Regions from separate parts of the Mus musculus genome. Here regions 1, 2, 4 and 5 are each linked to region 3. A link is a contact called in public Micro-C and promoter capture Hi-C data. All regions are on one chromosome and are shown on one strand. The core of a region is the stretch at or near the end of the contact, and the rest is flanking DNA. Distances in the headings are between cores, read along the strand shown.

Evidence for each region. Promoter capture Hi-C pulls out the DNA fragments that hold promoters and counts their contacts. Hi-C and Micro-C count contacts between places; a contact is called where the count stands out from the background.
Region 1: a contact with region 3 is called in a promoter capture Hi-C map of embryonic stem cells, with 2.3 times the contacts expected there. The contact joins the promoter of A930017K11Rik here to the promoter of Cacna1h in region 3. A contact is called at or near these places in 2 of 39 promoter capture datasets (embryonic stem cells and liver).
Region 2: a Micro-C map of embryonic stem cells shows a contact between it and region 3, with 2.6 times the contacts expected there. The contact joins the promoter of Igfals here to the promoter of Cacna1h in region 3. A contact is called at or near these places in 3 of 39 promoter capture datasets (hippocampal neurons, liver and pre-B cells) and 1 of 484 Hi-C or Micro-C datasets (embryonic stem cells).
Region 4: a contact with region 3 is called in a Micro-C map of embryonic stem cells, with 2.0 times the contacts expected there. The contact joins the promoter of Hs3st6 here to the promoter of Cacna1h in region 3.
Region 5: a promoter capture Hi-C map of neural stem cells shows a contact between it and region 3. The contact joins the promoter of Caskin1 here to the promoter of Cacna1h in region 3. A contact is called at or near these places in 2 of 39 promoter capture datasets (liver and neural stem cells).

Annotation. Positions count from the first base shown.
Region 1 is chr17:25,950,662-25,956,500 of GRCm38.p6, forward strand. A930017K11Rik (RIKEN cDNA A930017K11 gene) reads right to left here and starts at 1,904. Exons shown (of 3, transcript NM_001358019.1): 1 at 1,330-1,904. It overlaps D630044L22Rik (RIKEN cDNA gene D630044L22 gene), which reads left to right and starts at 811. Exons shown (of 7, transcript NR_152187.1): 1 at 811-2,097.
Region 2 is chr17:24,876,342-24,881,496 of GRCm38.p6, forward strand. It overlaps Igfals (insulin-like growth factor binding protein, acid labile subunit), which reads left to right and starts at 2,406. Exons shown (of 2, transcript NM_008340.4): 1 at 2,406-2,483; 2 at 3,612-5,155. The coding sequence starts at 2,468. Gm41549 (a long non-coding RNA gene) reads right to left here and starts at 1,728. Exons shown (of 3, transcript XR_876682.3): 1 at 1,655-1,728.
Region 3 is chr17:25,429,828-25,435,166 of GRCm38.p6, forward strand. Cacna1h (calcium channel, voltage-dependent, T type, alpha 1H subunit) reads right to left here and starts at 3,956. Exons shown (of 35, transcript NM_021415.4): 1 at 3,643-3,956; 2 at 3,043-3,359. The coding sequence starts at 3,341.
Region 4 is chr17:24,749,997-24,755,243 of GRCm38.p6, forward strand. Hs3st6 (heparan sulfate (glucosamine) 3-O-sulfotransferase 6) reads left to right here and starts at 2,992. Exons shown (of 2, transcript NM_001012402.2): 1 at 2,992-3,502. The coding sequence starts at 3,090.
Region 5 is chr17:24,484,954-24,490,108 of GRCm38.p6, forward strand. Caskin1 (CASK interacting protein 1) reads left to right here and starts at 3,830. Exons shown (of 20, transcript NM_027937.2): 1 at 3,830-4,110. The coding sequence starts at 4,017.

The DNA.
Region 1 (5,839 bases), core at 654-3,153, 520 kb after region 3:
ATGATTTGAACAGCAGGGACGGGAGCGGAAGGCAGTTGCTGAACTCAGCTCTCTTGCATGCTGGCCATTACACTTTGCCCATGATAGATATTCACCTTTAGTCCCACCTAAGATCAGGTGGGCACCCCTTAGGTAGACAGCTAGATGGGTGGAAAGCAGTGCATGCCAGAAGGCTGGGAATCACACAGAGTTCACATGGCCAGCCTGGGCTCTAGAGATGACTGAGCAAACATACATTGAGGGAGACTCAAAGGTTGGGTGGTGGATGCTGGCTCAGGAAAGGGTCAGGGGCCCCCTGGAGGGTTGCAGATCTAGCCTGGACTTGGCATGTATACAAGCAGTCTCTTCTGCCTGCATCCCGCCCCCCCCCCCCGCCACCTCACCCCCGCCCCCCTTCTGCAAGATGTGATGACAGATAGGCATGTGTGCTCAGGCAACAGAGGCGTCTGTGCAGGGGCCATCGATCACCCAGCCCTGGGAGCCACACAGCTGTGCGGATTGGTGCTACCGCTTAAACTAACCTCCCAGCCCGGACTAGGTGGTCCTTCTGGGGCCTTGGATCCAGGGGTTGGGGCTCCTCCTGTGCCTCCCTCCAGACCAGGCACCCGAGGTGCTGACCTCTCCAAGACCCAGAGGATGCTGGGCACTGGTCCAACACAGGGCACATCCCTACACTAGCCCCCACATACACAAAGGCACACTCATCCTGCCCGGCCCCAGCCCCAACCCCAACTAATGACCTGGCATGGGTTCCCTGGCTGCGTGCCTGGTCTGGAAAACTAATAGCTGGAAGGGCCAGCCCACCTATCCGTTGACCCTCTTGAGACTCAGTGTCCTACAGGGATGAGCGCGGGAGCTGAAGAGGATAGCTGGGACCCCAACACCTTTCTTTTGCCTCCCCGCTGCGGGCGCCGCCCTGACGAGCCCTCACGGTGCTGGGATCACAAGCAGCCCTTTCTATGCATCCGTCCAGAGCCGGAGCCCCAACTTCGCGGGAAGTGCCGCCCGCTCACCTTACCGCGTCCGCCGAACCGAGCCTGCGGCGTCTGCTAAATGTGCGCCAGGCAAAGGGTCAAACTTCCTACTTGCGAACACCGCGGGGTAACCGAGGTCCAGAGCTAGAAGCGGCGGCAACTCCACGGCGCCGCCGCCTCCTCCCGCGTTCCCCGACGCCGACTCGCAGGCGCCCACCAAAGTTGGCAGAGAAGCGCGTGCGCCACGGCGCGAGCTTCCAAACGCAGCGACCTCCGACCGGGCTGGGCGCGGGAGGCGGGACACTCTCAGCCGCAGACGACTCCCACCTCTTAGCACACTGCCCTGCGCACTCACCGGACGCGCTGGGACTGCTCCTGGAGGGAGCGAGGCCGGACCCGCCACAGTGCCGCAAGAGATTGGAGTGGCGCGCAGGTGCGGGGCCGAGTGAGGGGCGCCTGGCACCGTCCCCGCCCCCGACGCCTGCAGGCTGCCGCGGGGGTGCGTAGAGGCAGCCAAGTCTCCCGGGTCCCCGCAGCGGCAAGAGGGGGCGTCAGCACGCATCAGTCAGGGCTCTGGCCCCTGACAGCCGCCTGCCCACCCAAATCAGGGCCTTGGGGCTGAACCCTAGGACAGGGAGCCTCCAGAGCGGACTAGGAGAGGCCAAAGCCCGGAGCTCAGGCGGTGGAGTCTATATCTCCTTGCCAGCTTCCACTGGGCAAGCCAGGGAGCCTATGTAGTTCTTTTACTCCAAACAGGAGGCGTCTCCCACACCCCTTGCTCTACCCGCTGATGGTCACTATGCACTGACACCCCTACCCCTGGATACATCCTGCCATTCCCAGCCCCCACTCTTCACGTCCTAAGAGGTTCCTCCCTGCTTTAGGAGATCCAGTGCCAGTGCCCACTATCGGAAGGGCCTCATCCCCACTGGTGGCTTCTCCTGGAAGGGCTATGGGGTGACAAAGGACCCAGGAGGGTTTGGAATGCCGAGCACACAGTGAATGCTGGAACTCCCTTCCCTGTAATGTCTTCATGGCCAGAACTGCTCCTGGGTTGTCAAAACTTAAAATCTGGGCTCACACTTCTAGCCAGATCCCAGGGAAATTTGCGTAATTGTAATTGGTGAGTTCCAGGGGTGCATGTGGGCATGGCTCCCTCCCTCCCTCCCTCCTGCTCTCTCTGTCTCTGTGTGTCTGTCTGTCTCTGTCCGTCTCTCTGGAGTCAGCCTGTGACTGGGGAGGATAACTTAGCCCAGAGGTGTGCTGCATGGTTTTTCAAGCATAGAAGGGTGATTGTTGCCCCAGGCTTGCCCTGTGGAGGCTGAGGTCCAAAGACTCTTGGGACCCTAAGGCTCGTCCAGGCTCACTACTGGTTCCTAGGATTTCCCCAGTTGAGATTTGTGGAAGAAGTGAAATCTCTCTAGGGATTCTGGGTTGGTACACAGGGCAGTCATAGGGTTCAGGGCAACAAGCATCAGTACTTCTGGTCCCATGTCTGTGTGGCAGACATAATGGCCAGGGCTCAGCTGTTGGCCAACGCTCAAAGGTTACTGCCGGTTAAGGAGCAGGGCCTCTCCAGTCTAGTTTCCTTCTGTCTCCATGCCACCTTCCTCAAAGGCAGCCCACTCCCAACTGAGGGACATCCAGAGCTGGAAGTGGTGTTACGTATGAATTGTACAGCATGCTCCTTTCTGCCTGCCTGGCTCAGCTAATCAGCTGACCATGCAGGTGGCCTGGGGCCGGGAGACAGCTTGAATGGCCACTGTGCCAGTAGTCCTAGGGCCAGAAGACCAGCTCCTCATGGGCACTAACTAGAAATGAGTGCAGAGTCAGGTCACTGTGAGACAAGGAGAGTAGGGACACTAGGCATGGCCCTTTTTCTTTTCTCAAGGACACCTCTGTACTCTAGCGATCCTCTTTTTGGGAATTAGGGAATAGGCTGTCTGCCAATAGGGGCAGGCTGGAGGATGTGACCACTGTCCAGAGGAGGCCTGGCTCTGGCATCCAGGGAGTAAAGCCCGGTGTAGCTCAGGTGACTGAGCCTGTGGCCTGTGGAAGAAACCAAGAGGTCTGCCATGTGGCATCTCACTTATGAGGTTGACAGCCCTAGGGATGATCACTGCCTAGGCCAGCTCTATGGAGGCCCGGAGAAGTGAGACAGATAGATATCCAGAATGGGAAAAGTGGGAGGGAAGTGGAGGGCCCACATGCCCCGCAGTACCACCTTTTATAGGCCTTTTTAGAAATTTGAGTGAGAGGAGAGGAAGAGACCTAATCAAACAAAGCCAAAACCAAAAACCCAAAACAACCTCAAGGTATTTTTCTATTCTTTTTTTTAAAGAATAATTTATTAATTTTATGCATATGAGTACACACTGTAGCTGTCTGTAGCTGTCTTTAGACACATCAGGAGAGGACATTAGATGCCATCACAGATGGTTGTGAGTCACCATGTGGTTGCTAGGAATTGAACTCAGGACCTCTGGAAGAGCAGTCAGTGCTCTTAACCACTGAGCCATCTCTCCAGGCAGATATCTTTCCCCTGGAGATATATTTGTGCTTCCTAGACTCCTGAGCTCTGGGCTTGCTCATGTAGGTCTGGAGAGCTTGACAGTGTGTGTCTGACAGTCGTCCACCTCCTGCCTAAGGGGCTTGCAGGCACATACAGCCTTTCGTGATTGCCCTTTCCTCTCCTTCCTCACACGAGGACTCTTCTTGGGCCTTCTATCCAACCCTTTGGGAGTTGGGGACCATAAGCTCTAGGAGATGGCCATACCTCCTGATGGGTGGCTGAGGCCCCATAGCTTTGTGTTTGTGTTTCTGCTTGTCAGTCTGTTATCTTTTTTTTTTTTTTTTTGGTTTTTCGAGACAGGGTTTCTCTGTGTAGCCCTGGCTGTCCTGGAACTTACTTTGTAGACCAGGCTGACCTCGAACTCAGAAATCCGCCTGCCTCTGCCTCCCGAGTGCTGGGATTAAAGGCGTGTGCCACCCGGCCTCTGCTTGTCAGTCTGAACCTGAGACCCTGCCCACATTCCCTAAGCAGCAGCCCTCTCTGCTCAAGAGTAGAGAGCACCCCCCGCCCCCCCCCCCCCCAGTCTTAGGCCACTCTTAGGTCCTTCACTAGGACAGGGACCAGGTATTCTTTCCTGGTGTGGGCTTTGCCTTTACCCTCAGCTGGAGACTTACTTATTTCAGTCACTAACCTCAGCTTGATCTGCCCATGGCTGCCCACCTGTCACCTCTGTTAGCATTGGCCCTGTGTGTGCTGGGAGCCTGTGTGTGCTGGGGGCTTGTGTGTGCTGTGTGCCTGTGTGTGTTGGGGGCCTGTGTGTGCTGTGTGCTGTATATGCTGGGGGCCTGTGTGTGCCGGGGGCCTGTGTGTGCTGGGGACCTGTGTGTGCAGGGGGCTGTATATGCTGGGGGCCTGTGTGTGCTGTGTGCTGGGGGCCTGTGTGTGCTGGGGACCCGTGTGTGCTGGGGGCCTGTGTGTGCTGTGTGTTGGGGGCCTGTGTGTGCTGGGGACCCGTGTGTGCTGGGGGCTGTATATGCTGGGGGCCTGTGTGTGCTGTGTGCTGGGGGCCTGTGTGTGCTGGGGGCGTGTGTGTGCTGGGGGCGTGTGTGTGCTGGGGGCCTGTGTGTGCTGTGTGCTGGGGGCCTGTGTGTGTTGGGGGGCCTGTGTGTGTTAGGGGCCTGTGTGTGCTGGGGGCCTGTGTGTGCTGTGTGCTGGGGGCTTTTGTGTGCTGGGGGCCTGTGTGTGCTGTGTGCTGGGGGCTTTTGTGTGCTGGGGGCCTGTGTGTGCTGGGGGCTGTGAGCTGGACCCTGCACTGTCTCAGACACTCCCTCAGCAAAACATGTAGGGGCTGGACTGGCTAGTATTTCACCATGGGCAGAGGGACAGTGGATTGAGCTAAACAGGGTCTAAAGCCTGTGCACAGAGGACTCCATGGACTGACAGCTAACGTGAAGCTCTAGAGGAGGTCAGTGTCACAGAGCGCCACACCACGGCTCATTTTGTACCCTATGAGCACAAGACATCTAGAGTCCATGTGAAATCGCCCTTCCAGAGAGAAAGATATCTTTGGGGTTTCATCTCTCTTGTACATTCAAAGTGTCCTTGGGGACTGTAGGCAGGCTGAGGACTTGACTGCAGAGATGGGATCATGCCTGAAGTTCTGTACCAGCTGGAGATTGCAGGTTTTGATGGCCCCAGAAAGCTGCAGTGTAGGAGTACACAGTATAGGAGAGGCAGCAGGATCTGGAGACTACATAGGGCTGTGGAGGGGACGACGTGGGTGGGGCCAATAAAGGGGCCATAGAGAAACCTAGGAAGTCTTCTCCCGGAGGTCTGAGTCATCTATTCCTGGACATGCTGGCTTATTCAACAACCTGGATTAGAAAAGGGCTACCACTATGTCCTGGGAAACTGGATGGGTGACACTCCAATATTCCCTGGAGGATCTGAGCCAGGTGTCTTGTGTGTGTGTGTGATGTTTGTAAACTCCCTATGTGTGTTGGGGGCCTGTGTGTGCTGTGTGCTGGGGGCTGTATATGCTGGGGGCCTGTGTGTGCTGGGGACCTGTGTCATGGGAGCATGGGAACATTCCAGCTGGACAGGGGCTTCTTCCTTTAGAGGTAGCAGCCGGCCTGTCCAGGTGGATGGGACAAGCTCAGGCTGCCAAGGCCCCCACCCGGTCTCTGAGCCTGGCACTGGTTGAGCAGTGCCTGGGGCCGACAGCAGCCATATGTTGGGAAGTGGAGCTGTGTGCGGTGCTCTGCGGCCCCCGGGGCCAGCCTTCCTGGGCCTGTCACAGATGATTTTCCCTGCCTGAATGGCAGGCAGGATGGCGGGTGGGGCAGTGGGGGGC
Region 2 (5,155 bases), core at 1,156-3,655, 560 kb before region 3:
GAAAGCGACATAAAAGATTATAAAAGTACCTAAAGGGAACATGTTTAGGTCCAAATGTAAACAGGACTCAAAACTCTAGTTTGATCAATCAAAGGACATTTCAAAGCTGTGAAGGGTTAGCCGGGGGTGGTGGATGGCTATGAGCCCAGTGTACTGAGGACTGGAGCAAGAGGATCATCCTGAATTTGAGCCCAGTCTGGACTACACAGTGAGGTCTTGTCACAGAAATGTAAAATCAGCCTCAGCAAGGTGACACAGGCTGGGATCCTAGCACTTGGGAAGTAGAGGCAGGAAAAGCAAGAGTTTAAGGCCATCCTTTACAATATTTCAAGTTCGAGGCTAGTTTGGTCTACTGGAGACCTTGTCAAAAAAAAAAAAAAAGGGGAAAGAAAGAAAAGAAAAGAAAAAGAAAGAGCCAAGTAGTGGTGCATGCTTTTAATCCCAGCACTTGGGGGGCAGAGGCAGGAGGATCTGTGTGATTTCGAAGCTAGCCTGGTCTACAAAGTGAGTTCCAAGATAGCCAGGGATGTTACACAGAGAAACCCTATCTTGAAGAACCAATAAATATCCACAATCTGTGTCTGGTAGCTGGACAGCTTCAGCGTGTTTGGCCTCACCAGAAATCCAGAAAACAATGAACAATGGACAGGCAGGCATCTACCAGTCAGCGAGGTACAGGGATAGAAGTGTTAGGGAGGACATACACTTCCCTGTGGACACTCAAGTGCTGCCTCCACAGAAACACTCACAGGCCCTTCAGACCTCGAAAGTCACCATTCACAGCTTCACTGGGTGTGGTCCCGGAGGGAGGCGCTGAGTGTCCAGCCAGGACAATTGTACCATGATGGCTGCATTTCACTTGGATGATGCCTGAAGAAACATAGGCTCTGTCTGTTGGCATATTCCAGGCTAGACACAGGGCCCAGGGAAGGCACCAGGAGGTAACCCTGGATAGAATAGCAGAGTTGTCGGGGGTTACGGCTCTTCAGTGGCTGGGCCTTGTGTTCCTGTGTGGTGTGGTGTGGTGTGGTGGCAGCACTTCGCTTGGGTGAAGCAAGCCTGGCAAGGCTTCCACACCACATGAAGCAGGGCTTGGAGACAGGAAGAGATCCTAGTCCAGCAGGGCCCACAGGGACTCAGGCACTGCTGGCCCCTGCTCTCAGCAGAGGCTGGCTACTGGCCCCGCAGCTCTGCTGAGACCGCACTTTTGCTGTGTAAACTGCTCTGTGGCTCTGGGCGGAGACTCCCTCCCTGCCGATCTATAATTTCTCAGAAAAGAGGCTGAGGAATAACATGGAAAATGCCCTAGACATGGGGAGGCATGGTGGGAGCCACAGCCCCTGACCCTCCCAGACCTGCCTACTTCCTCTGCTTGCTTAGAGATGGCTCCCAATGTCCCCCAAGCCCCTGAGAAGCTGTTCTTTCTGAAACCCAGCACTGCCTTGCCTGGCCCCTCCCGTGTGCATTCCCCCCATCCCGGGCAGGGCAAAGGGACAGAGCTCAGGCAGGACTGGCTGGAGTGTCCGTCAGGTCACAGGTTTCAGGCCCTGGAGGAGGAAGCTGAGATGTGGCTCCGGCAGGGTGAGTGGAGCCAGGGCCAGGTTGAGGGCCCCACACATGGCCCTCCTGCCTCCCCCTGGGGCAGCATGTTTACCTGGGGTCTTTGTACACAAGGAAGTAGTAGGTTGTTAGGCCCTCCATACTGTGGAGGCCAGCAGAAACTGGCTCTGCCCCTGAGGCTGCGGTGCCCCACTGTCTTCCTGCCAACCCTTTTCTAGGAGGACTGTGCTGGGGAGAGCAAACACGAGGTAGCTGGTGGCTCTGCCAGGTGTTCCTAGAAGAGGCCCTGGGGGAGGGGCGGTAGCCAGCCGTCAGCTGACCTAGAGGTCACAGGAAGACTGAGACTGGGCCTTAGACAAACCCCTGGACTGGGAGGCACAAATGGTGGGCCCACTTAGGCCTAAGAAACCCCAGGTCAGAGAGCATTCGAGAAGTATAGGCAAGGCCTTAGGAAACAGGGCAAACTGTTTAAGCCTGACAGAGCCATCTGCTCCGTATAGAGGTGAGTGGGGGGAATTCCCAGGAACCCCCGAGCTCCCTCACCTTAGCTGAACCTACTGGGAGACAGGGCCCCCCCTACACCTACCTTGAGCACCAATCCTGAAGGTCTACTCCACCAAGCCTCTACCTCCAACACCAGCAGAGGTGGCTTTCAATTGCTCCCCCGCCCCCCAATCCCCGAGACTTTGGGGCGGACAAAGTGCCCCTCCCCTGCACCACCCGCATCCAGAGGAGCTTCTGTTGAGACTTGTTGCCCAGCCCTAGAGGGTTAAAGGAGCCAGAGTGTGGGGCAGGGCCAGCTGAGGGCTGCCAGCTACAGGCAGTGGGGAAATCCACTGGGCAGCAGCCTGTGCTGTAGACGGCCCTTGCTCACTGCCTGCCTGCGGCCAGCTCTGTACAAGGAACAATGGCTCTGAGAACAGGTGAGGAATCCGTCTCCCCTGCCACTTGCTCTGAGGGTAGCTGGTCCTCAGCCAGAGCCCTCTGGGAGAAGCCGCAGTAGGCTTAACTCAGGGTGGGCTGGTGGGAATTCTGGGTTGGGTCTTGGATACAATTCCTGGCACCGGAGGGTCTCGGTTACTTTCCCCCTTGGTGGCGGCACTGTGGGAAAGGGCCAGATGAAGGCAGGGTAGGCAGAAGAAACAAGTACCTCACCCCTGGGCGCAAGGTGCAGAAATGGGGCTCATTGCTCCCCATATTCTGGTCTCATAGCTTGCTGAGATGGTATGCTGCACACAGCCCGAGATCCTTCTGGCTACCGTTTCTCTTAAGGGCCTGGCCCTGGGTGAACGGGAAAATGTCTTCTTCCTCGTCTGCCATTGGTGTGCTCCCACAATGCCTAGGGCTTCCCCCACTTCCAAACCACCGTTACACAGTCACACCAGATACAAACTGCGCAGGTGCGGGACAGTGTCGTTCTTCCCAACTTGATCTGGGGTTCTCAGCATACACCCGAGGCAGATTAAGTTGGGGTGCTAGCTGGGTTCATGTGATTTGACGCTTGGTTGAATGGACAGTTGGGGTTTTCTAGACCCCCACTCTTCTACCAGTAAGGGTTATAGCCTTCATATAATGGGGAGCAAATAAGGCACGCTTCACCCATATGAGGGCCCAACAGGCAGGGAATGCCCAGCTTGCTGCCTAGCCATTGAGGACCACAAATGAATATGCTACCTGGGTCTATATCCCCAAGTATTCTGCAAGAGTCAGCTCTTGGACTGCACTTCGATTCTGTTTCTCAGCCTGGCTGTTGTACACCCTAGAGGACACAGCCTGCCTAGTGGCCAGGGCCCAGGTTGCCTGGAGAGCAGGGTGATGTGGGAGACCCAGGCCCTCTGTGCCCTTGCAGTGCGACGGGGATCACCACTTGCTGGTTCCAGGGTCTGGGAAATTGAAGTGGCTTCAAAAGATAGGACGTGGCTGTCACCAGTGTTTGCTTAGTATCAAAGTGGGATGGTGGATGCCATCTCTTACAATGGCTGAGGGTTAGGGAAGCCCAGGGTTTGGTTCATATCCTGGGGGCATCTCCTTGCCAACCCTTCTCCCCACAGGAAGCCCAGCCCTGGTGGTGCTTCTGGCTTTCTGGGTGGCACTGGGCCCCTGTTACCTGCAGGGGACAGATCCTGGAGCATCAGCAGATGCCGAGGGCCCCCAGTGCCCTGTCACCTGTACCTGCAGCTATGATGACTACACAGATGAGCTCAGCGTCTTTTGCAGTTCAAGGAACCTCACTCAGCTGCCCGATAGCATCCCAGTCAGCACCAGGGCTCTGTGGCTTGACGGAAACAACCTGTCCTCCATCCCCTCAGCGGCCTTCCAGAACCTGTCCAGCCTAGACTTCCTCAACCTGCAGGGCAGCTGGCTGAGGAGCCTGGAGCCACAGGCACTGCTGGGCCTGCAGAATCTCTACCATCTGCACCTGGAACGGAACCTGCTCCGGAGCCTAGCTGCAGGCTTGTTCAGACACACACCAAGTCTGGCTTCACTCAGTTTGGGCAACAACCTCCTGGGCCGGCTGGAAGAAGGGCTGTTCCGGGGCCTCAGTCACCTTTGGGACCTCAACCTGGGTTGGAACAGCCTAGTGGTCCTGCCTGACACGGTGTTCCAGGGCCTGGGCAACCTCCATGAGCTGGTGCTTGCTGGCAACAAACTGACTTACCTGCAGCCTGCGCTCTTGTGTGGCTTGGGCGAGCTGCGGGAGCTGGACCTGAGCAGGAACGCTCTCCGCAGCGTCAAAGCTAATGTCTTTATACATCTGCCCCGGCTGCAGAAGCTCTACCTGGACCGCAACCTCATCACAGCTGTGGCCCCCCGTGCCTTCCTGGGCATGAAGGCACTGCGTTGGCTGGACCTGTCACACAACCGTGTGGCTGGCCTCCTGGAGGACACCTTCCCTGGCCTGCTGGGTCTGCATGTCCTGCGCCTGGCACACAACGCCATCACTAGCTTGCGGCCGCGTACTTTCAAAGATCTACACTTCCTGGAGGAACTGCAGCTCGGCCACAATCGTATCAGGCAGTTAGGTGAGAAGACGTTTGAGGGCCTGGGGCAGCTGGAGGTACTGACGCTCAATGACAATCAGATCCATGAGGTCAAGGTGGGCGCCTTCTTTGGCCTCTTCAACGTGGCTGTTATGAATCTCTCCGGCAACTGTCTGAGGAGCCTCCCCGAGCATGTGTTCCAAGGGCTGGGCAGGCTGCACAGCTTGCACCTGGAGCACAGCTGCCTGGGCCGCATCCGCCTGCACACTTTCGCCGGCCTCTCAGGGCTGCGCAGGCTCTTCCTCCGGGACAACAGCATCTCCAGCATCGAAGAACAGAGCCTGGCAGGGCTCTCAGAGCTCCTGGAACTCGATCTTACCGCCAACCAGCTCACGCATCTGCCCCGCCAGCTTTTCCAGGGCCTTGGCCAGCTGGAATATCTGCTTCTGTCCAACAACCAACTGACAATGCTCTCTGAGGATGTCCTGGGCCCTCTGCAGCGGGCCTTCTGGCTGGACCTCTCACACAACCGCCTCGAGACCCCGGCTGAAGGCCTTTTCTCATCTCTGGGGCGGCTTCGCTACCTCAACCTCAGGAATAACTCCTTGCAGACT
Region 3 (5,339 bases), core at 2,706-5,205:
TTCAACAAATGTGTGAGCTTTCAAGCTGGGTTCCCCTTCACCTCCATGACCTTGACATGCCCTTCATTCTTTGTCAGTTATGGGGAAAAGAGAGGTTAAAGGGGATTCCCCCTAAAAGACTGTCACCTCTGAACACCCCAGATTTCCTCCTAGATCCTCAATGCCTACAGCTCACTTTCCCTGCTGACACAGGCCAGCTGGGTGCCCACTGCCGAGCTTCACACCCCTGGGAGGCCCCACCTTCCCTTGCTGGGGCAGGCAGCTGCACTGCAGGCAGTTCTGGGTCAGGAGCCTGGGGTGGGGTGGGGGAGCCGGGGCAGAACATAACCCAGCGGAGCAGGCTACAACACACGGGTCCCACCCACCTTCCTCTATAAATAAGCCTGTGTAGGAGAAACAGCGCTCTCCCCAAAAGTTCCAGCCCGATTGTATTTTTAAAGAGGGAACTAAATCAATAAAGACAAAGGCTGTCCTTGGAGGCTCCTTTGCCACAGGGATGGGAGACACCATCCATGGAGAACTGGGACTACGTTTATGTTGGTACCTCCACTATGAAGTTCCAGAAAGGTCCGAGACTGGGAGAAAGTACTTCCCTCTGCTCCAACAGCCAATAGAAGCCCAGCTATGACTGGCAGGCATCTGCTGGGAGCCAGCAGCTGCTTCTCAGAGCAAATCTGATTTTCCCTGCTCTGGGGAAAGGCAGGAGGTCCCGCTGACACGCTGTCTACCTGCAGGGGAAACTGAGGCCCAGGAAACGCTCTCTAGCCACAGGGCACCACATAGTCCTTGTAAAATCCTGGTCATGCCAATCACCAGGCTCCCCTGCCTCATACAAAGCCACCCCCACCACCTCCCAGGAATGAGGAACAGAAAGAGCTCGGGAAGCCTCGGCCCACACGGGCTTCCCCAGTAAGCTGATCCCCCCGCCTGTCCAGGCGTGCAGCTTATTTTAGGATCTCCCTGAGGCCCAGCTTCACACCCCTACTTCAGAGCCTAGCATCTGCTGAGGGTCAGACCCATCCCCATGTGGCCAGGGCTCTAATGAACCCACCCCACTGGACAGATACAAGAGTGCTGACAAGGCCAAATAACCTGGAAAACCAGCTCTCCCCACATGGCATCTCCCTAGCTTGGGGATCTGCAGAATCCTTGGGTTTCAGGAGTAGGAGAATCAAACTGTTGAGGCAGACAACAGCAAGAAGATGGGGGTGTGGCAGGCCTCCTGGAACCTGCCAGCAGCTCCAGGACAGGGACGTACTGGAGAGCGAAGATCTACCTTTCTCCCCTTCGTGCTCTTACCTGTAGGGACAGCCTGGCATTTCCTTCCTCAGCTGAGAGCTCTGCTCACCCCCCTGCCCTCTATTCCAGGCCTGATAACACCCGAGTCTCTCTTAGACCTACAAGGGCACCTTCCACTTTAGACCACACAGTCGGCTCAGACCAGGTGGCAACGTTAGCTCTACAGTCCTTGAAGGCTCAGTCTACCTACGAGAGCCATCCCATCCCCACCTTCTCTGAAGGTAGCAACACAAACAACCTTGTTAGAAGTCCCCAGGGACACAGCAGCCGGAGAACCAGGCTCAGCCTCCAACTCCTGTGTAGCCACATCCTGGCTGTCAGGAGACCAAGTCTAGGTCCACTCGCTCTTCTCCTATTTTGTACAGCTTGAGAACAACAAATTCAGGCACTAACACAGGGCTGGTCTTTGCCACCTCCCCAAGGTCCACAGTAGCACTGCCCGGTGGCTCATCACTATTCCCAGCCATACAATCTCATCACCAAAACCAAGTGGTCCAGTCACCTCCCAGTCTAGATCCCGCAGAGGGGACAAACTGACAGCTGGCACACAAGGTCACCCTGCTCCTGCACAGAGGGCCAGCCAACCCAGAAGATGCCCACCACGGGCAGTCACTACCATCAACTGCAAAGGACAAAGACAGCAGGCAGTGAAGCCCAAGCACAGCCCTGGACCACCCTCCTTTACAAGCAGAGAAAACTGACTCACCCAGTGTTTGGATTGGAGTGAAAAAAAACATGGGCTTTATTACTTTTTTTGGTACAGATTTCTCTTTTGTATTTAATATTTATACAGTTAAACACACAAGGTAGAGAAACATATACACACATTGCTCATTTTGCCTCTGTCCCGGACTCCGCTGAAGAGTGTTTATGGGCCCATGTCAACTCCCCTCGGCCCTCCACCCACCCAGCCCTGGTGACCAGTTCCGAGCAGTTGCTGGGGGTGGGGGTGGCCGCACTACCAGGCATCATTTCAGCCCCTCCTCTGAGACTATCAAGCCTATCAGGGAGAGCCCTAAAAGGCCACCTGTTCTGGGGCCAAAAGCCTCTTTTGCACCCCAGAAATGTTGCCAGTACTGACCCAACCCTGTTCTGGAAGCTTCAGTGAAAGTCTGTGGCCTTGGGGCCAAGAAAAAGAAGTCACAATCCCTTCCTTTTGACCTAGGCAACTGTGGTGAAGGGGCTCGGGGTCAAAGCTAGCTGCCTCCTGCACACACACACACACACACACACACACACACCCAGCTGTGCGTGACTTAAATCAGCCCCTGAACGGACTTCAGCCTGGAAAAGTGAGTTCTCAAACCAACGTCACTTCGAGGAGAACCAGGGAGCAGCCCTGCCCGGCACACAGCGCCAATGAGCAGGTGGAAACTTTCTCCCTTTCCGGCCCCCAGACTCCAGCGAGGGTCTTCACACAGGCTCAGGTGTTTCCTTTGGAAAGCTAAGAAGGCGGGGATTCCCATCTTTCCCCCCATCCCCCGCCCCAGTAGGACTCCTGGAGTTAACTACCTTTCATTTCCTTCCACCGGCGGCATCCTCGCCGCTTCTGCTCATACTCTCCCGTCCCGAGGTGCCTCTGAACCCAGATTCCACAGGCTAACCCTACCATCTCTGAGAAGAACGCCGCCCTAGCACCCCTACCCAGAGCCCCCGCCGGATCCCACAAGCCGGGTTCACAGGACGTACGCAGAGGAGTCCCACACCCCAGTCCCCAGCGCCCTGCCAACCCTGTAAGGATATGGGTTACAAACCAGTCGGAGGCACCAGCTGCGGGGCCGCGTGGTTTGCCCGAGGCAGAAGAAGACTGTGGCAGCCAGAGCGGGGTATGGGACGGGCTGTTCCTCGTCGGCGCCCAGGTCCGCACCACACTCGGTCCCTGGGCTCTCGGGAGCCAACACGCTCGACCCGGATCCTCGCTGCTCCTCGCGCCCCGGCACCCCAGGGCTCGCTGGGGAAGCCCTCACCGGCGCTGCAGGAGCCGAAGGCGAAGCGCCCAGGGGCACCCGGACCTCGTCCGCTGCCAGCGTGCCCTCGGTCATGGTGGCAGAGGGCAGCACCTGCGGAGAGAGGGGCAGGCGGTGACCCTGGCCCAGGAACGACGCCCCCGCCCCGCCTCAGGCGGAGCGGAGCTGCGGGAACAGCCGCGGCCGCCGGGATGTCTTTGTCTCTCCTTATTAGAGACAAGTGCGCCCCCCGCCCCCTCCCGCCAGCAAAGCCTGGCAGCCCCACCCCCAAGGCCGAGGCGAAGGGTTGCGGGAGCCCTAGGGGCTCCGAGCCCATAGAGCTCAAGTTCAAAGGGTCCCAGGCGCGCAGTAAGCGCGCGTACCCTCCGCATCTCACCTCGCTCCGGTGGCCAGCGGCGTCCCTGTGGGCATAGCCCGGGCGGCGCTGTCACTGGGGACCCAGTCCAGAGCCCGGAGCTGGGCCAGTATCGCCTCCTCGGCCCGCGCCCCCGGCCCACCCGGCACCAGCTCTCGCGGAAGCTCTAGCTCCGGCCCGCCCAGCAGCAGCAACGGTGTCCCGATGCGGAAAACCGCTAAATGCACGGCGGGGCGGGCGCGGACCGCAGGCACGGGCCGGGGGCGCGGCCGAGCCAGAGAGGGAGCGAGCGAGCCCTGGAGCCCGTCCGCGCACAGCGCAGGAAACTTCGGAGTGAGCAGTGGCGGGGAGGCGGGGCGGCGGGGGCGGCCCATGGGGCGGGGCCAACGCGGCCGGGGCGGGCAGGGGGCGACCCTCAGGGACCGAGATAGGGACGGAGAGTGGGCGGGGGTCATCAGCCCGGCCCGCCCCCACCCAGACGTAAGCTATCCCACAACATCCCTTGGTCCGTGTTTCTCCGTGCCGGTACGCCGCCAGCCCCAAGTCCAGGACTGGGCGAACCCGGTCCGCGCCCCCCTCCCCGACCTCTCCTCCCGCCCCATACTGTCTCGCGGGAGAGCACGGCAGCAGGGGGCGCTCGCAGGGATGCTTGGACGAGGGGCGGGGGAAGCGGCGCCAACGTCCTTCCCCACCCCCACTGCGGGGGCGCGGAGCCGGCGGGGACCCCCTCCTTTTCTCGCGCGCCGCCCCTTCTCTTCACTGCTAGGGTCGGCTAGGGGGCGGGGCTCAGCAGGCGTGGGAGGCACGCCGTGACCATGCCCGCGAGGCGCGTGCCCTTCCCCCACCGCGTGTGTCTTGGGTGTGCCGGGGCGCCAGTGTCTTTGGGGCGCGTGGGCGACGTGGGGCGCGTTGCGCGACGCGACACCAATTGTCCTGGGGCAGTCCGGGTACTCTGGTACGCAGCTCCCCCACACTCCTCCCAGTTTCCGCAAACTTGCCGGTGCCCATCCCCCTCCCCCTTCTCCTGGGGACTGGGGCTCTTGGAAGAACCTCGAGAAGGAGTACAAGCCGAGCGGGGCCTCCCAGCACCCGCCAAGGCACACAGAGGGTATATCCTGAGCATGTCGCTGAATCTCCTTTCATACTCCAGTGGTTGCATGACCCTTGTCCCATGAAGGCATGAGCAGAGGGGCTGTTCCCCCCCTCTCCCGCTGGAGGTATGCAGGGATTTTTTTACTTTCTCACAATTACCACACTAGGGCCATAAAATTCCAGCTCTTAGGTGTACATCCACTTAAATTTCAACCAACAAGGGGCTCTTTCACCTTCAGGCCCTGTTATTGGGGAAAACCATTCCTGTCCTAGACAAAGAGCAGCCTCCCTCTGCCCTGGGGTAGCTGGGCTCTTTGGAGGGCCAGAGCAACATAGCAACCTCAGACCTGGATGGAGCCCTGGCAGGGTGAGCTGCAGAGAAGTGGAGTTTCCCATATGTGGTTCTGGGATTCTAAGAGGATTTCACCACTGAGCCTGGGAAGGGCACAGCCTGGGGAAGGAGGTGGAGAACAAGAACCATGTCCTCTGCCTGTCGGTCCAGGCAGGGCAGGCCCCTGGGCCCAACAGCACCTTGTCTTGTATATGTGAACTTTTCAAGAAAAGAAAAACATTTACTCTATTTTAATGCTCCTACTTACCAGTGGGTGGCTGCGGCCCATAATTAA
Region 4 (5,247 bases), core at 1,742-4,241, 680 kb before region 3:
GAAAACCACCAAGTTAAGGACCTTTGCCAATGAGCTAAGCCAGAATCCCCCATTTCCCTGGCCCAGGTTCATCGTCCATCAATAGTCCTCAGCCCGCAGGTTCCAACTCCCTTCCCAACTCCTCCTGACCCAGCAGCACCTAGCTATCCAGGAGTTTGGGAGCACCCAGTTCTGACCTCTTTGCGGGTTCCATGGATCCCTGATCCTTCATTCCTGACTCCTCTGTGCAGCACCCCATTGGTGACTGGATGCCTGGGAGTCAAAGAACCCCAGCTTCAGCCTCCCTCACCTTAGACTGTGTTTTCCCATCCCCTAAGTAGTGTCTCAGGGCTTCCCTAAAGCCCAGCGCTCCATGAAGGTGGTGGTTCAGGGTAAATGGAGTCTATCAGCACTCAGAGGGTGTACCTTGGACCCACAGAAATTTCCCACAGGTGAGACACAAAAGGAACGGAGCCTTGACATGCCACACTGTGGAAGCCCCCGGAAATAGTGGTGCTCAGAGAGAAGTCAGAGGCAAACTGATAGACTCTGGATGAGTCTGTGATAGACCAGTGAGCACAGAGAAACAGAAAACACACTGGCGACTTGTTATCATGCATGCTGAAAGAGAGAAAACAGGGGATGACTGCTAATGGGTCTAGGATTCTTTTGGAGGGTGATAAAAATATTTTAAAATTGATAGGTGTGGGTGTGGGACCAGTGGTTAGAGCACTGGGTGCTTTCCCAGAGGACTCAAGTTCAATTCCTAGCACTCACATGGAATCTCATAACTGTCTGTAACTCCAGTCCCAGAGGACCAGACACTCTCTTCTGACATACTCATACACTAGGCACATGTGGTATGCACACATAAGTGGCAGGCAAAAAATCCAGTCCTACACGTAAATAACAAAATAAAATCTAAAATAAACATTTAAGTCGATGATAGCCATATTTGCACAACATGATGAACGTTCTGGAAGTCAATGATGTCTAGTTTTGAATAGTATGTGAGCTGAACCTCAAGAAAGCTATCACCCCAAAGACTTGATGGTGGCCGTAGCCTGTGGCCATGGGCCAGAGGAAGGGACTTTAATAGGCCCTTCTCCTCTCCTATCTCCTTGCAAGATGAGCTTGCATTCCCATTCCAATCTCTCTGGCTGTTGTGTTCTGCTGAGCAGCCATTACCACTCCCTCTTCTGCCTGAATTTGGTTAACTTCTTATCTGGCCATCACCTCCAGAATGCCTTTTCTACCCTCTCCTCTCTAATCAGTATGTATTGAGTAGTCTCTGCATGCCAGCACCATGTTAGGAGTTTTGGAGAGCTTGGGAATGGGTGCCATCAGGGGGATCTCCAGATTTGTACCCCTTCCCGCCAAGAGAGCCAGAGGGAAGATGGAGAAAGAGAGTCAGCTTCCAAACTCTCAGCTGCTCCGGGCCAGTGTCTCCTGGAGAGTCTTCTGCCCTGTGGAAAGGCATCCTGCAGAGGAAATCACCAGCAGGAGGTAGGAACTTAGCCAGCACTGAGGAGATGGGGGGATTACCAGGGACTAAGTCTCAAGTGGTGACAACTCAGACTGTGAAGGTGTAATCGGGCAGTATGGGACCTCCCTGGGAGTGCTCAGAGGAGAACCAGCTTGTCTTCAACAAATCCCATTTACAGCTAGATCCGAAGAAGAACTTCCTAGGTCCCTACATGTACTAACATGCTTCCCAGACAGTGCTGGACTAAAAACCCGCCCACAGGGCTGCTGGCACCAGCTTGCCCTGACAAGCAAATGTAGCTCTGGTGTCTGGGACTAGTTTTGGGTGGTGCATGTCCCCCTTGTACCTAGCTGCCCTCAGGGTGGGAACTAAATGTCTGTGGGTCATTGGAGTTTTCTGTCCCTCAGAGGCAGCCTGCAGTGTGAGACTTGTTCAGATGCCATGAGACCCACGGACTGCTGATTAATAAACAGAGCCGAGGGCAGAGGCTGAGTAAGGGTACTGGGGCAGGGACTAGACTGGGCAGCCAGGAAAGTCGGACAGAGGCAGAAAGAAGAGGCGCCGTTACCTTTTCCCTGGTCAGGGCAACTTATTCGGCATCCTGGATGGAGTCTTTCCTCCTCTGCATTCCTAGTAAGCAGCTTTGTAGACTCGGTGAGCCAGGAACAGGACATGGAGGCGCGGGGGTGGGGTGGGGGTGGGTGGGTGGGGTGGGGGTGGGTGGGTGGGTGAGAAGTTTCTGCAGTGTCTGGTAGGTTTCACACATGTGAGGGCCCCGGGAATCTCACTATGCTCAGAGGAAGCTCCACAGACAGAACCCAGATGCCTCCCCTGCCTCCTAGTACAGGCCTTTTCACTCCTGGGGGGCGAGGGGGCGTGTCACCGCTTTGCAATTTCCCGAAGGGATCACTGACATCTTGGGGAGGCCAGCTCTATTTGATACAAGGACTTTAAAATGGTGGCCCGACTATCGGACAAGCTCTCTCCACAGGGCAGGGCTCCCACCCTAATGAATGGCTAGGTGGACTGTTGGCAAGTAATGCAACAAGCATTCCTGTCACAGGCTCAAAGATGCATGGGGACCCTTTCCGCGCCGGATGTATGCCTGGCTCCATCCTTCCTGCACAGGCGATTCCTGGACACGGTGTCCTCCGGTGATGAGGCCCTGGCTCCGGGAAACAGGGGCTGAGGCCGCACACCTGTCGCCCTGGTCCAAAGGGGCAGAGATAGACTTTTAAAGGACAGAACGGGGATTCCCACTCGCCCAGTCTTGTGTCCCTCCGCGCCACGCATTCCCGTAGTGTAAGAGCGAAGACTTTGGAGCCAAGCGAACCGGAGACCAGCTCAGGAGGAGTGTTGGGGTAGCTGGGATAGCTCCTGGTCGCTCTGGAAGTTAGCTGGAGTCGCTAGTCCCAGGCGAGGGCTGGGGAGGGGCGTCTCGGCCCCGCCCCGCCCCGCCCCGCCCCGCCCCGCCCCGCCCCGCCCCTCTCCGGCTCCAGGGTTGCGAGGCTGCGGAGCTCAACCCAGAAGCCGGGCGCCCTGGGGTTGAGCGGGCGACGCACTATAGCCGGGATGCGCACCTGTCTGCGGTTCCCGCTCCCGAGCCTGAGCGCGAAGCGACCCCATGGCAGGTAGCGGTGGCCTGGGCGGCGGGGCCGGTGACCTCCAGGGTGCGGGGACGGGCCAGGGGACTGCACTGCGTGCTCTCCGTGCTCCGCTGGCGCTCGTAGTTCTGTTGCTAAGCGCCTACTGCCTCTTCGCCCTCCCCGGCCGCTGTCCACCTGCCGCCCGCGCCCCTGCTCCGGTTCCTGCACCCGCCGAGCCGCCCCACACCTCCCTCCGTCTGAGAGCACCCGGCCTGCCGGTGGCCAGCGGCCCGGGGCGCCGGCGCTTTCCTCAGGCGCTCATTGTGGGTGTGAAGAAAGGCGGCACGCGCGCATTGCTGGAGTTCCTGCGGTTGCACCCCGACGTCCGTGCACTTGGCTCTGAACCCCACTTCTTCGACAGGTGCTATGATCGCGGCCTCGCCTGGTACCGGTGAGCGTCCCTGCTGGTCCGCGCCTCGTCGGTGTGTGCCTTGGACTGTGCTTTCTTAGAACCCAGGATGAGTAGGGTAGAATCCTGGGCACTGGGTCTAAAACAAGCCTGTTAGGGAAATAGCCTTGATTTCCTGGGCACAGCGACCCTCGAAGGAGAGGCCATCTATAGCCAAGGGTCGCAGGAATTAGAAAATCTCAGAGAAAACTCTGTTCTCCTGTTGGGTGGCCAAGGGACTCAGCGAGGCATGATCCTATCTTGAAAGTAGTTTCAAGCGAGTGAGATAACTGGGCAGGTAGACTTTCCTTTTTAGAGGGTCAGGGAATTGAACCTGAAGCCTCAAATGTACTAAACGAGTATTCTACCACTAAGCTACTAATATATATCCATATATTATTATGGTTTATATCAATATAATCCCGGTGGAGCTACTTGGCAGCCTTAGAGATACTTGGAGCTCAGTCACTTTATCATCCCTTCGTGTCTGTCCATTCCCTGCTATAACTCTGGGTAAGTACTGGTAATTATCTGACCACTAGTCAAGTATATTTTGGAAGGGCCTCCAGGTTTCCAGAAGTGTTCTAGAAAGTGCCTTTCCACCCCTAAGAATCTCTCCCTCACCCTGCATCAGGGAGCCCTCTATAGCTGCTGGAGTCTGAAGAAAGTTAGGTCTGGGCTTTGAGGAGGGAGACTCTGCTCTTTGGTTTAGCCCAAGGGTGGGGACTGGAATACACCCTTCTGTAGCTGTCCTTTCTACATACAGGAGGACTTGGGATGCAGCAGTGGAATGTGGGGAGCACTACCCCAGGTACAGCAGTATGTCCTGGTGGATGGTCAGATTCTGGTTCCTCCCTTCTGGTGTGACTACCCACAGGCTCCGCCCACCGCCTCCTGCAGGCATCGAGGGCCCCCTGCTCCTTCATGTAGGGAAATGGGGCTATATTGGCTTGCCTCTTCTGCAAGCCCGAGCTGAGCCATGATAACCTGGAGAGTCAGTGCGGGTGGCACACTGACTGTTTCCCGGGTTCTTCTGTACTCCCGTTTGCTAACTCTGCCTTTTGCACTAAGACCGGTCTTAACGGGTTTGGGAGAGAACAAGCTCGAGACCTCTAAGGGTCAGTACTACCCGAGGAGAGGTTCTCGGGAACACTGATGTTCTCAGCATGGGAGGAGGGAGCGTTCAGGACACAGCACAGCTTCAGGATCCATGTGGAAGTGTGCAGAGGATGCTGGGGAAGGGAGGGACCCGAGGCCCCACCCTACTCAGGGTTATCCTCTGTGGTTTGCTGCTCTGGATTTGCTCAGAAGTGTGGAGTAAGCTAAGTGGCCTGTCTGGGATTCGGGACTGTATAGCCTAGTGTCTTCTTCACTTGGCTATAGCTCTCTGGTGGCAGCTTCTCAGGTAATGTCCCTTCAACCCATCACATGCATGCACTGAGCCTCTGAAAGTTACCACCTGATACCATGGTGGTATCTCCAGTCACAGGACCTGGGCTGAGGGAGGGAGGTGGGAGAGGAGCAGCCACTGGGGAGGTACTGCTCATCTTGGGCTGTGATCTGCCTCATTCAGGCAGTGACCCGTGTATCTGCTGGACTCAGCAGAGGGGCCCTGGGTTGCTTTTTGCACAACTATTATCTTCTCTGCTTCTCCATTACATTATTTCTTTGGCTTTGTTGCTGCTACTTTTGGGACAGGGTCTCTTGTAGCACATGTTAGCCTCAGATTCTCAGTGTGGCCATGGATG
Region 5 (5,155 bases), core at 2,580-5,079, 940 kb before region 3:
AGGAGAGCCAGAATCAGAAGGATGTCTGGGTCAGTATCAACCATGATAGGACCCAAGAACAAAGGAGAAGAGTGGCCAGATGTGTGTGACCTGAGCTTTGGGATTCTGGGTGGAGCTAGGAATTAAAGGCTGGGTTACAGCCGGTTGTGGTGGCGCATGCCTTTAATCCCAGCACTCAGGAGGCAGAGGCAGGCGGATTTCTGAGTTCGAGGCCAGCCTGGTCTACAGAGTGAGTTCCAGGACAGCCAGGGCTATACAGAGAAACCCTGTCCCCAAAAACCTAAAAAAAAAAAAAAAAAAAGGCTGGGTTGCTGTAGATGGTCCAACCCAGTGATAGCTGTTAAACTGGGCGTGGCCTTGAGCATTCTGAGCAGTCCCTGCATCCCTGTGGGGTAGAAGGAGTCTGGAGCATGCAGCTTTTGAACCTTTGTGTGGCACTACTCACAGGTGTAGCACTTTCCAGAGGTGGCACCCACAAGATGACACCTGATATATGCTTCCAGCAGCCCATGAGAAAGCACATCCAACATCACCATTGTATACATGAGGAGCTGGCACCAGTGCTTGGGGGACCCTAAACAGGTACACAGCTGGTAGGCAGAGGCAGGGGCTGCGGGCTGGCTGGCTGGCTGGCTGGCGGCAGCTAAGCATCCGGGAAGAAAGCCAGTCAGGGCTGCAGTGAAGCTGCCATCAGCTCGGCATTTCAGCTGGCTCAGCGGCCCCTCCCCCCACATCTTCCTCAGAGGCCTGACATTCTGGAGGGCTGCCCCAGTCCCACAGATCTGCATCCTTTGCCCCAGTAGAGGTAAATATCTGCCTGGTAGGCTGCCCTCTTCCCCAGGCAGATGGCTAGGTGAATCCACGCAGATAAACATCTTTGTATCCCTTCAGACCTTCCCATCAGCCCTTGAGGCATAGCTGATATCCCATTTTACAGGCAATGCAGCTGAGCATCAAGGAACTTGTTCACCCATGGTCAACAGCCAGCAGTGTCTGACCTTGGTCTTCTGGGCCCACTCTGGGCTCTAGTCTGATCCAGTAGGGGAAGCCTCTGGCTTTCCTCTTGCCACCATCCACCCTTTTTTATTTTTTATTATTATTATTTTTTTTTCGAGACAGGGTTTCTCTGTATAGCTCTGGCTGTCCTGGAACTCACTTTGTAGACCAGGCTGGCCTTGAACCCAGAAATCTGCCTGCCTCTGCCTCCCCAGTGTTGGGATTAAAGGCGTGCGCCACCACTGCCAGGCTCACCATCCACCCTTTAAGGTAAGGAATCCAAGCGCCCACCTACAGCCCAGATGTCCCTTCAAGACCACAGTGTGCATTTAACAGGAGACACTCAGATCCTGTCCAAAAGGATCCAGTCAATGTCCCTTGTCTGCACATCCCTCTTCCTGGGTGGACCACACAGTGGGATGCCACACCCAGCCCGAGGATTGACTCAGGGGGGCCTGTTTATGGGATATACATGACCTAAAGCTGGACAGAAAACAGAAGTATAGTCTGGCGGTGGTGGCTCACGCCTTTAATCCCAGCACTGGGGAGGCAGAGGCAGGCGAATTTCTGAGTTCAAGGCCAGCCTGGTCTACAAAGTGAGTTCCAGGACAGCCAGGGCTACACAGAGAAAACCTGTCTCAAAAAAACAAACAAACAAACAAAAAGAAATATAACAACTTCAGGCAAGGGCCAGGTCATTAGCCCAAAGCAGTCCAAGAATATTAAATTTAAGCTTGCCCTTTCAGGTCTTGGTGAATGTGTATTTGTTAAGGTGGGAGGCTGGACATGTTTGATTTAACAGTCATCAATACAATTCCAACTCTGGGATCAGCATTTGGTGAGTGGGCCTCTCTCTGCATTTTTGCCCCAGGTCCCACAAAGATGATTTCTCTTACAAGCTCCAAGCACAGCAATAGCAGCCATGATAATAGCAGTTCTCTTTTTATACATTTACTTATTTCTGTAGTGCTTCCTGCGTGCTTGGCACGGTACCATGTGAAGATGGATCGAATACAGTTGGAACCCCTGCAGCAAGGGCCAAGAATATCACAATATCTGCAGCAGCTGTGCATTGGACACTTGCTATATCCTGGATTAACTGCGTGAACAACTTCACAGTGAACCCTGGCATAGATGAAGGGGACACATTATTTACCCACCTTTGACAGGGAGGGTAGATAAGAGATTCAGAAAGAGCCAGGGCGGTGGTGGCGCACGCCTTTAATCGCGCACTTGGGAGGCAGAGGCAGGCGGATTTCTGAGTTCGAGGCCAGCCTGGTCTACAGAGTGAGTTCCAGGACAGCCAGGGCTATGCAGAAAAACCCTGTCTCAAAAAAACAAAAGCCAAAAGCCAAAAAAAAAAAAAAAAAAAAAAAGAAAGAAAGAAAGAGAGATTCAGAAAGACAGAAAGAGCAGCAGTTCAGGGTGATACAACTAGTGTAAGGAAGACCGGAAGACCAGAGACAGGAACCAATGTAGCTTCTAAGTCCAGACCTATAACCTGGAGACCTGGGGGCCTGTAGCACCTACACAGGAATGCAAAGCATTTTCTAGTCCTTGGCTGTTGTTTTCCAATCTGTAAAATGGAGACGGTAAGCTCAGCTTTATCCCAAATGGCCAGCACAACACCGGACCCTGGGACTAACTAGGAATCAGTCACTCTAATGGTCCAATGGAAGGATTTTTACATTTAGAGACCTCTTCTGAGAGCCTACCACATATCAGAAGACCTAGGCTCATTCCTCGAGCCTCATGACTTTATCATGATCAGAATTCCATGATAATACATTGGTTGTGCATATGTGAACCCTCACCGAATTCTCTCCACTGTAATGTTGGGTTGGGTGATGCTCTCTGCTCCTGCTTGTAATAAGGAAGCCGAGGGAGCAGAACCTCACTCAAGACAAGGATCTCAGCTGCTGTGTGTTCATAATGCTGCAGGCAACAGAGGAGGCCTGGCGCAGCCCAAGCCTTCAGGCAGGCAGGAGAAAGGTGAGGTGTTGGTCAAGCAGAGATGCAGACTGGGAACCCGTGCTAGGAGATTGCTTAGGTTGGGCTAGACTAGAATGGTTCTGGACGAGGCTGGGCCTTCATTGGTGCTGAGGACAGGAGGTTAAGATACTTCTTGGTGGATATAGACAGTTATATCCAAGTAGATGATGAGAGTGTCAAAGCCAAGCTCCCTTCCAGGCTGTCCTCGAAGGAGAACAGTCATCCTGCATTGTTGTGGAGGGAAGCCAGAGGCTGCCTGGGAAGAAGGTGTAGTTGGGGGGAGGAGGGGTACGGGTTCCCTGACACCGAATTCATTATTGGGAGATTCCTCTTCGCAATCTCTCAACACCTCCCACAGGAATCACGGGCCAGAAATGTCTGACAGCCTCTGGAGGGCCGGCACCGGTGGCACTTGTGCCCGGCTTCCCGCCCGCCCACTGCCTCCGAGTCCCTCCCCCTCAGGTCCCGCAGCCTCGAGAAACCTCTCCTAGGTTTAGGCTTGCGTCGCCGCCGTGCCGGTGCTCGGTGGCCAGCCCCCCTGCGCACCGTCCTCTGTCCCTGGCTGTCGTCTTCGGTTCCCCGCTGTCCGCAGAGGCCTAGCCTGACCCGCGCACCCAAACGTGGGGAGGGGGCGTCGGGCGCGGGGGCGGAGCCTCGGAGCCAGGCGCGCGGCCGGCGCGGGCTGACGGAGGTCAGCGGCCGCGGGAGCGGACCCAGGCGTCCGGGAGGCGGCTCAGACGCGGCGCGCCACCGGGTGCCGGCCGCCGCCGCCGGCTCCCGCCCCTGGGCCGCCCCCCGCCCGTGACGCGCTATCCGTCCCTCCGCGTCGGAGCCCCAGCCCCAGTTCGAGCCCGAAACCCCAGCCCGAGCCCGAGTCCGAGCCCGAGCCCGAACCCACGGAGGGCGCTGGGCGGCGGGCGGCGCAGGGAGCGCGGGCTGGAAAGGATGCGATCGCAGACGCGGAGCCGCTGCTGCGTCTGAGCCGCCGAGAGCACCAAGCGCCGCGTCGCTGCGGGCCCGGCGGCGCCATGGGGAAGGAGCAGGAGCTGGTGCAGGCAGTGAAGGCGGAGGACGTGGGGACCGCGCAGAGGCTGCTGCAGAGGCCGCGGCCGGGGAAGGCCAGTGAGTGCGGGGGGCGCGCGGGGCGCGGGCGGGGCCCACCCCGCCGGGGTGCAGGGCGAGGAAGGGATGCTGTGGGTCTCCCGGGGTGGGGCGGGGCCAGGAGCGCTCAGACCCTTGGTCCGCGCCCCCCTTCTCGCCCTAGCTCTGGAGGAGGGGCGGCAACGAGCGCAGAACTGTCCGCCCAGCCCCCTGCGGGCACCTGCGGCACCCACCGTCCCTGAGGCCGCTGGCGATCACATCCTCCCTCGGATCTCCTCCCTTTCCAGGCTGCAGGCTGATGATTTCTACTTGTGCTTTTAAGGGCGAGGCGGATTCCCCCCACCCCCCAAGAGACATTGTAGAGAGAGGGAGGGGCCCTTGCAGTGAGGGGCGACCAGAGGCTAGCAATCTCTGTCAGACCCCTTCCCCACCCTATGTTTAATAACACGCTTTGCAGGGAAAGGGGTGGGGTGGGGGACCACGCTGGGGGTGTGGCTGCCCAGGCATGGCCAGTGGGGGCCATTTACTGATGAGGGAGTGAAACACAGGCGCCCAAGGTCGCCCAGCCCTGGGGCAGGCTGGGCTTCAGACAGGGACAGCCTGGGGGATAAGGACTGTAGGCTCTTGCAGGCTTCTGCAGACCTTGGTCGTCCCTGGCTTTTTCTGCTGGAAAAGGGGGCCAAGGATCTGTAATGGATCTCCCACACCATTCCTAGCTTGTGCCCTGGGGGTCCAGGGAAGGCCTCGGAGCTTGGAGCTTTGATTCTGGCTCTCAACCCTGCTCATCCTAGAGCCTCCCTAGGGGCCTCTGGAGATGGATTGATGGGCGTGTGGACTAGCCAAGTGCGCAGCTGTGTATGTATGACCGTGTCAGTGTGTCAGGGCACCTGTGCAGGCACTGCAGGTCAACACATGGGACCTGGGTGCTTTCACTTCCAACCCACCATCGTAAGCTGCGGGGAGGGGGCCCCATTTCTCCAGGGGGCTGCTGAGACACGGGACCGTCTGGAGTGGCTCCTGTCCACTTTGCTTTTGGAGGAAGGACACTGGTGCCTCCAGGGCACAC